3 separate regions of the Hordeum vulgare genome follow, and all the other regions are linked to region 1. A link is a contact called in public Hi-C data. All regions are on one chromosome and are shown on one strand. The core of a region is the stretch at or near the end of the contact, and the rest is flanking DNA. Distances in the headings are between cores, read along the strand shown. Region 1 holds the start of LOC123449050 (flagellar attachment zone protein 1). Region 2 holds the start of LOC123449052 (protein DA1-related 2-like). Region 3 holds the start of LOC123449047 (serine/threonine-protein kinase ATG1c-like).

The links. A called contact is a pair of places that touch in the nucleus more often than the background predicts.
Region 2: a Hi-C map of seedling shows a contact between it and region 1, with 4 times the contacts expected there. The contact joins the promoter of LOC123449052 here to the promoter of LOC123449050 in region 1. A contact is called at or near these places in 2 of 6 Hi-C or Micro-C datasets (leaf and seedling).
Region 3: a contact with region 1 is called in a Hi-C map of seedling, with 3 times the contacts expected there. The contact joins the promoter of LOC123449047 here to the promoter of LOC123449050 in region 1. A contact is called at or near these places in 2 of 6 Hi-C or Micro-C datasets (leaf and seedling).

What each region holds. Positions count from the first base shown.
Region 1 is chr4H:482,426,349-482,429,109 of MorexV3_pseudomolecules_assembly, forward strand. It overlaps LOC123449050 (flagellar attachment zone protein 1), which reads left to right and starts at 1,373. Exons shown (of 15, transcript XM_045126126.1): 1 at 1,373-1,552; 2 at 1,686-1,773; 3 at 1,883-1,905; 4 at 2,073-2,147; 5 at 2,228-2,281; 6 at 2,387-2,464; 7 at 2,556-2,624; 8 at 2,688-2,761. The coding sequence starts at 1,517.
Region 2 is chr4H:482,678,482-482,681,242 of MorexV3_pseudomolecules_assembly, forward strand. LOC123449052 (protein DA1-related 2-like) reads left to right here and starts at 1,379. Exons shown (of 14, transcript XM_045126130.1): 1 at 1,379-1,818. The coding sequence starts at 1,773.
Region 3 is chr4H:482,249,628-482,252,388 of MorexV3_pseudomolecules_assembly, forward strand. It overlaps LOC123449047 (serine/threonine-protein kinase ATG1c-like), which reads left to right and starts at 1,427. Exons shown (of 13, transcript XM_045126117.1): 1 at 1,427-1,983; 2 at 2,350-2,467; 3 at 2,551-2,609; 4 at 2,757-2,761. The coding sequence starts at 1,732. LOC123449044 (digalactosyldiacylglycerol synthase 2, chloroplastic-like) reads left to right here. Exons shown (of 5, transcript XM_045126114.1): 5 at 104-1,029. The coding sequence ends at 599.

The DNA.
Region 1 (2,761 bases), core at 123-2,622:
AAATGTTCCGTACTTTTGAAAAATGTTCTGGATTTTCAAAATGATTTTCTGTTTTGAAAAATCTATAAAATTGTTCAAAATGTTTTTAAAAATGATCTTATTTTAGAAAATTGTTCACGCTTCAAAATTTGTTCTCAAGATTAAAAAATGTTCGTGCTTTAATAATTTGTTCTGGCTTTCAATTTTTCTCTTTGCTTTAAAAAACATTCAAAATCGTTCGCGCTTCCAAATTAGTTCGGGATTTTCAAAATTGTTCTCTATTTCAAATTTTTATTCTCAAGATTGAAAAAATGTTCGTGCTTCAAAATTTCTTCACAATTTTTCAAAATTGTTCTTGGATTCAAAATTTGTTCTCAAAATTCAAAAAATGATCGTGCTTTAATTGTTTTTGTGTTTCCAAAGTTGTTCGATTTTTTTCAAATTTTTTCTCTGTTTCATCTTTTGTTCTCAAGATTCAAAAAATGTTCGTGTTTCAAAAAATTGTTTGTGCTTCCAAATTTGTTCAGGATTTTTCAAAATTGTTCTGGGTGTCAATTTTCTTCTCAAGATTCAAAAAATATTCGTGCTTAAAAAAATTGTTTGTGGTTCCAAATTTCTTCAGGATTTTACAAAATTTTCCTCGGTTTCAAAATTTGTTCTCAAGATTCAAAAAATGTTCATGCTTGAAAATTTGTTCGGCGTTTTTTAAAATTGTTCTTCTTTTCAAAATTTTGTTCTCGAGATTAAAAATACGTTCATGCGTTAAAAAATTATTCGCGCTTTCAAATTTGTTCACGATTTTTCAAAATTGTTCTCGGTTTCAAAATTTCTTCTGAAAATTCATTTTTTTGTGCTTTAAAAATTTGTTCACGCTTTCAAATTTGTTCTCTGTTTTTTTTTAAAATGGTCATGTTTAATTTTTTTTATGGTTTCGAAATTTGTTCACAATTTAAAAAATGGTCATAATTTATAATTTTGTTCACGAATTTTAGTTTTTTTCATATTTCAAAATTTGTTCACAATTCGAAAAATGTTTGCAGTTTCAATATTTATTCACAATTCAAAAAATATTCGCGGTTTCATAAATTTGATCAAAATTGGAATTTTTTCTTTTCTTTATTCGTGAGTCCAAGTCCCCACATTTTTTTTCTTTTAAGATGATGGGTCCAAGTTCCACGTTTTTTATGAGAAGCAGTCCAAGTTCCTTTTTTTATTTTTTGAGAAACAGTCCAAGTTCCACTTGTTCATGTGCGGATGGGTCGTCATTTTTCCTGAGCGGATGTGTCGTTGTTTGCCACCACACGAGGCAGCTTCAATCTTAGCCCATCAAAGCAAGAGGCTACCTAAATAAGCGCGGGGGCTCTTGATAAGCCCATCGCGGACCAGCCCACGACACAAGCATCGTTGTCGTGTCTCCCGTTTCCCCCACCTCTCCAACCGCGGCAATTGCAGAACCGGAGGAGCTCCGGGTTCCTCCGTTCCGAAATCCCCCGAATCCTCCCGAGCTCCCGCCCCGGCCGATCCATTGCTCGCCGCGATGGAGTCTCACCACGCCTCCAGGGGCCGCCGCACCGTACGCCTCCCTCCACACCCCGCTTTTAACTTTCTTTCCTTTTCTGGAGGCGGGAGGCGGCTCAGATCCGCGCCTCGCTTCGCCCGTCAGCTTCTGATGTCCGAGGCTCCGATCTCTGTTGCGTGTGTGGCAGCTGGAGGAGATCCGGCAGAAGAGGGCGGCCGAGAGGATGCAGCAGCAGCAAACGCCCGCCGCGACCGCGTCCCACGGCGACCCTCACGGTTGGTCCATCCTCCTCTCTCTATCTGAACAATTCCTTTGCGATCTTTGCTTAATCCGCTTCGCTTCGGTGCTAACTCTGCCCTTTGAAACACCGCCGATGATCTGCAGGGAACCAAAGAGCCGCGGCAGAGGTTAGTCTTTTCAGTTTCCTCCCTTGTATCCAAGAGCTGGGACATGTTTGCTACGCCATTTGACTGCATCGGGGCATTGAAAAAACAGTTTTTTTTTTGCTGCAAATGTGTAGCAACCCTGTTGTTTGTACACGTAACTAAGGCTTTCTTTTCCGTCTGAATGGTAGCTCCTTGCTCGAGTTCAACAACTTGAGAATGGGAACTTGGAATTGGAGAGGGAAAACCAAATGCTGATGTCCAAGGTATCTTTGTCTGTGATTTGATATATTGCTTATTTATTTGAGGAATAGCAAGTCCTAACAGACACAGCATGCGTCCCCAGTTTGCTGAGAAGGAAGTTGAAAAGGATTCCCTGGTTAGCCGATTAAATGACCTCGTAAGTTGCATCTTGTATTATTGCTAGCCAGTACTGGTAGCGCATCTTAATGCATCCGAGCTTACATGCATCTAAGCCATTTGTTGCCTGATTTGTGGCCTGCAGGAGAAAAATGTAGTGCCCTCGTTGAAGAAGTCTCTAAATGACATCTCACTGGAGAAAGACGCTGCAGTTATCGCTAAGGTGTTGAATACTTGTTTTGTAGGAATATTTATGCAATATTCTGCTAACTGTGCATGCATGCCTCATCATTTCTGCCCCGTATGATAAGTAGGAGGATGCTCTAGCGCAACTCAGGAGCATGAAGAAGCGGTTGAGAGAGGCAGAAGAGGAACAGTACAGGGTATGTCTAAAGTTTGTACCTTCTTAGCATTATAGTCACCATGCTCATGTTGCAACTCAACAGGCAGAAGAAGACTCTGCATCCTTGAGAGCGCAGCTCAATACCCTGCAGCAGCAAGTAATGAGCAACTCTTACAG
Region 2 (2,761 bases), core at 129-2,628, 250 kb after region 1:
TTATTTTATGGTTTCGTCAAGTATTTTTGATAATAGGATCCAAATAAAACCTTTGGGGTAAAGCACTCCTAAATTGAGGACTTGTAGTACAAATCTCAACTCAAAGGTTTTTGAAAGCTTAAAATAAATAAATGCCTTTTAGTTAAAATAATAATTTATAAAAATATTTTCTGGTCCTATACACATGACATGATCATTGGGCAAAGATTTGGGGTCAAGGAGATGAGTTCTTGAGAGGAGAATAATTTTAGTGATTAAAAACACAATCAACCACACAAGCAAGTAATAACTAGATCAAACATCACAAACATGCAAAAAAGTTTTAAATGACTCTAAATTTTATAAAAACATAATGTGACAAAGAAATACAGATCGTGACAGCATGGCTTTCGGTATGTCGTACATAGCTTCGCATAATATCGTTGGAGATGATCTCATGGATGGACGCATGGCTCATAACGAGAACGACGAATCGTCTTCGTCCTCAAACGAAGAAGAGGACGAAGCAGAGAAGGAAGAGGATGAGACATGATTGTCCATGTATCATTTGTTTGTGTGTGAACTTTATATTTGTCATGATCTTTGTTCGATAATTTTGAACTATGTCATGTAATTGAACTATGCTATGTTGCTCGAATGCAAAAATATTTTACGTTTGAAATATTTATAGCGTTTCGCTACTCGCGCGCGTCTGACTTCTTGCGTGTGCTGAGCCTGCTGGAGCGGCAACAGCACGCCTCATTTTACGGCGGCTGTTGCTGCATGCTAAAAAAAGGTATTTCGGCGCTACAAAATAATTTTAACGCAACGCGTTGTTGGAGATGCTCTGCGGATGTTAAAGTCACCTCCCGCAATATAAGGAATGTTAATACTGTTGTCTGACTGTGTGATGAATGGTGGAGAATCTCAGGACTACTAGCACCAAGTTCAACCCAGGAGGCAGCAGAACGTTCAGATCGTTTCCTGCCCGGAACGAGGCGCCACAGCCCGCCGAAAAGGCCCCGCACTTGCACGTACGGCGACGCCAGCCAGCGGCAGCTTTCGGGGGTGCGCGCGCGGCCCTTTTCGGTTCCCCCCGAGAATTCATTCCAAGCAAGCGTACTCTTCCCGCATCGTCCTCCTCCTTCTCTCCCCCGTTCCCGCGTCTCTCCGGAGCATATCATCCTCCACGAAAAAAAAAACATGCATACACCATAACAAAACCGAAAAGCCAACGAGGGGCATACATTCCCGTTGACACAACGAATCTCTCCTCCCTCCTCTTTCCCCTCCGCCCAGCACGAGACCAGCAAATTATTCGCCCCCCCCCCCCCCTGCCTGGGCCGTGCGTTCGCCCACCGCTAATGCGCCATCAACTGGCGCCAGCCAGCCAGCGGCGAAGAGAATTTCCTAAAGCCGACGGCCGGGATCGCGCTAATCTCTCGCCCTTGGTTGCTTTTACGCCGGGAAGCCGAGATGCCGTCCGTGAGGTGTGGGCGGCCGGCCGCCCTTCGCTTCACCCTCAATCCTTTCCTTTCTGTCGCCGCCAACTCCACCACCACATAGCTTTATTCTCCAAGAACTTAAGCCCCCCCTCTCCCCCTCCCTCCTCCTCCTCCGTCCATTCCAGCTCCTCTTGCCTCTCGATCCTCCTCCCCCCTCCCCTGCATCCTCCCCGCAAACATCGTGATCGCCGCCGTTCTTCTTGCCACCGCTGTTATTCCTCGACGGCTGTCAGCGCGGTGCGTCGTGTATATATATGCCGGGTTCGGACACCGGTGCTTCCTCAGTAGATGGCCTACCACCCCTCCAGGGCTTATAACCAGTGCGGCGGCCACGGTAATCACAACTCTCTGCTCTTCTATTTTCACTACCGTACGTGCATGGTTGCTCCTAGATTTTACGCACGTACTTCGGCGCCACCAGCCGTCGTTCTCCTTGTCCTTGTTTTCCCTCGCTAGAGGTTGAGCTTCTGTTTGCTGCCTTTCGATTTGAATCGTGGGTTCGTTTCAACTTTTAGATTAGAGAACGCAGAGTAAACCGTCGGCGATCCATTTAACAACATACATAGGTGCAGGACAAAAGGAAGCGAGCTGAGAAAAGGCGAGATGAGTTTTCAGCTATCTTTTCTGTGAAACGTAAGACGACAATCAGTTTAGTCTCTGTCTGCTGTGTTTTGCTCTATCCCTTTCATAGCAAACTTCGATTATTTTACCGGTCGATCCACGTGTGGGCTAACGAACCATTTTTTCTTATGCACTTACTGTATTTTGAGACTGATATCCATTAGGCCGGTCACATCATGTACAGTCACTAGCCCATGCTAATAGCGTGGAGAAAACTGTGTTGCAATCAATCAATGTAGCAAAGGCTTTGAATCAACATTTTCTGACAGTCATGCAAGAGGGGGAGTTAGACTGAAACTGACTCTTACAATCCAGGATAAACCAAGGTCCACCAAGATGGTGACTGACCCTGACCCTGGCCGCGCCTGCGTTGCTGTCGGTGGATGAATCGGTGGTAGCACTGAAAAGAAAAGGAAGATATATAACTGTGATTAGCACGGCGTAGAGGCGGCCATGTTAGCAACCCAAGCAATTTCCGTATGTGTTACTTGATCCTGTTCAATGCAGGTATTCCGTATTCGTCATCTGGCCTTTTTTCAATAATGTTCCCATTAAACGCCCCATATAAAAAACAATAATAAAAAGTAGAAAAAACTGTAGTTAAGAGCTGATTTCATTCGAGTGGATTTCCATGATGCAAACAAGAACAGTTCCTG
Region 3 (2,761 bases), core at 177-2,676, 180 kb before region 1:
GGTAGCTACTAGTGCTAGTTCGAGCTATTCATTTCATGACAAGTGCTTTATGTCATCAATTTATTTCTAATCCAGCTGAGTTATATTCTATTGTTTGTTTCAGCTACAAGGTTTTCATAAACCCAAGCACAACAGATGTAGTGTGCACCACAACTGCAGAAGCCTTGGCGATGGGGAAGATTGTGATCTGCGCAAACCATCCTTCGAACGAGTTTTTCAAAAGATTTCCCAACTGCCACATGTACAGCATGGAGAAAGAGTTTGTGAGGCTAACCATGAAAGCACTGACAGAAGAGCCGATCCCACTGACAGAGGAACTGAGGCATGAGCTTTCCTGGGAGGCGGCGACAGAGAGGTTTGTCAGGGTTGCGGATATCGCACCAGCCACGCCCGCCAAGCAGCACCCTTCCTCGTCGCAGCGTTTCATGTACATCAACCCGGATGAGCTGAAGAAGAACATGGAAGAGGCGTCGGCATTCTTTCACAACACCATCTCCGGGTTTGAAGCCGCCCGCTGCGTGTTTGGCGCGATACCGAACAGCCTGCAGCCCGATGAACAGCAGTGCAAGGAGCTCGGGTGGAGACCCCAGGGGCTATAGCCTTTCCACCTCCATGCCGTTGCCGTCGATCATACGAGTTTACAACTAATTGCAGTTCAGTTGGGGGGCTCAGGGAACTAACTCTGAAACGGAGACATCTGTGCTCTGAAAAGGATTGCCGTTTGACTTTTGACAGGCCCTTGCTTTGCTTTTCCGGTGTGATGAAACTGCAGTTTTCCTTGGTGGCGTCCATCAGGTTCCTCTAATGCATCATATCCGTGTCTGGCGATTGTGAAGTCTAACAGCAGGTGAGGAGTGCTCCTGTAAATTTGCAAAGTTGAAGTCACTTCCTCATGTGGCATGTATGCTCTGTAACATGCGTGACAAGTACTGCCGTGTAAAGCCCGCTTGTGTTCCGCAACAATTCCATGTGCTGCCGCTCTTCGCCCATCTGAAAAAGTCTTGTATGTATATATTGGCATATTGCTTCGTTCTTGTGTGCCACTTGTTAAAACCTGGAGTGTGCTTTTGGTCGGGTGGCCTACGTGCCGACTGCCGAGCAGCAGCAGCGGGAGCGAGCACCAACCAGCAAGCGATGACGTGAGGCGTCGTGTTTCCTTCTGGTAGCAATTGACCCCCGCTCGACGCATCATCCGTCCTATACACATATCTCCGTCCACCTCACACGACGATTCCGACCAAATTCATAGTCAAGACAAACACACGCACTAAAACGCGTCTACACACATCTGATTATATTTTTATACAGTAATAAAACATCTAATAATTCGAAATAGAGGGTTTACTTTTTTTATATATAGAGAAAATAAACAAAATAGTATAGCAGCATGAATACATGATTGATGACGCAGAAGCGGATATATGATATTCCGGCAGCAGGGAGAGGGAGAGGGGAGGGAGGGAGAATCTTGCAAAAGACTGGGGAATCTGGCGAGGGCAGCGGATAGGGATAACCATCGAAACCACGCACGCCGCCGAGTGAACAAGTCCTTCTCATTTTCTTTTTCCTCTTCTCTGCTCCGTCTTCACGTTGTTGTTCCGCAGCAACACCAACGCCTACACGGTTGCTTCCCTTCTCCCCCAGCGCCGGAATCTCGAGTCCCTCCTCTCCTCCCCCAGCGCCGGGCGGGTAAATCGCGACGGCGCCCTAGAGCCCCCGAGCAGGCGGGGGATGGAGGACCGCGGCGGCGGGGGCGGGGGCGGGCGGCGGGTGGGGGAGTACGTGCTGCTGCGCCCGATCGGGTCGGGAGCCTACTCGCAGGTCTGGCTCGGGAAGCACGTCGCGCGGGGCACCGAGGTGGCCGTCAAGGAGATCGCCATGGACCGCCTCAGCGCCAAGCTCCGCGACAGCCTCCTCTCCGAGGTCGACATCCTTCGCCGCATCACGCACCCCAACATCATCGCGCTCCACGACTCCATTAGGGTAGGGTACCTCTCTCTCTCTCTCTCTCTCTCTTGCGCAATTGCTTTCGATCTGTTACTTTTGTTTACTTGTTTATGCCGATGTCTGCTGTGCATTATTAGCCTGATATATGCTAGAATTGGGACCCGCTGATGGCGATCTCTAGTTCGATTTGGTTTGGAATGCTCGCTTGGTAGACAACCCAAGCAAAGGATACGTTGGAACTTGATGTCTCCACCCTCCTCCTAGTCCTATCCACATAGATTCAGGGAAAAAATTGAAGAATTGAGCAAAATTTAATTTTTATCCTCAGTAGTAGATTCCAGAAGAATAACTGTTTTTCCTTATTGACAATGAAGTGATATATGTCGTGTGTATGTCTTTTAGGATGGTGGGAGGATATATCTCATATTGGAGTATTGTCGAGGTGGTGACTTGTACGCATATCTTCTACGGCATAAAAGGGTTCCTGAAACTGTTGCTAAGCATTTCATTCGGCAGCTAGGCAAGTATCTTCCGCCATCTACCGTTCCTTCCCATGCTTGATTCATGTCATGTGCCTTGTTCATAAATCTTTTGTTTCTGCAGCATGTGGTCTGCAGAAACTTCGTGAAAGTAATGTGGTTCATCGGGATCTTAAACCACAGGTCAGTTATCGCTGTCAACTGTTGGTTTACATTTCTCTGTGTATTTCCTGATCAAGAGTCTCACAAAAGAAATGCTATCTCTCAATATAGTTGCTTGATAATTTTATCAAACCATTGAATTATGATTTTTTATGCTTGTCCAAACAGAACAT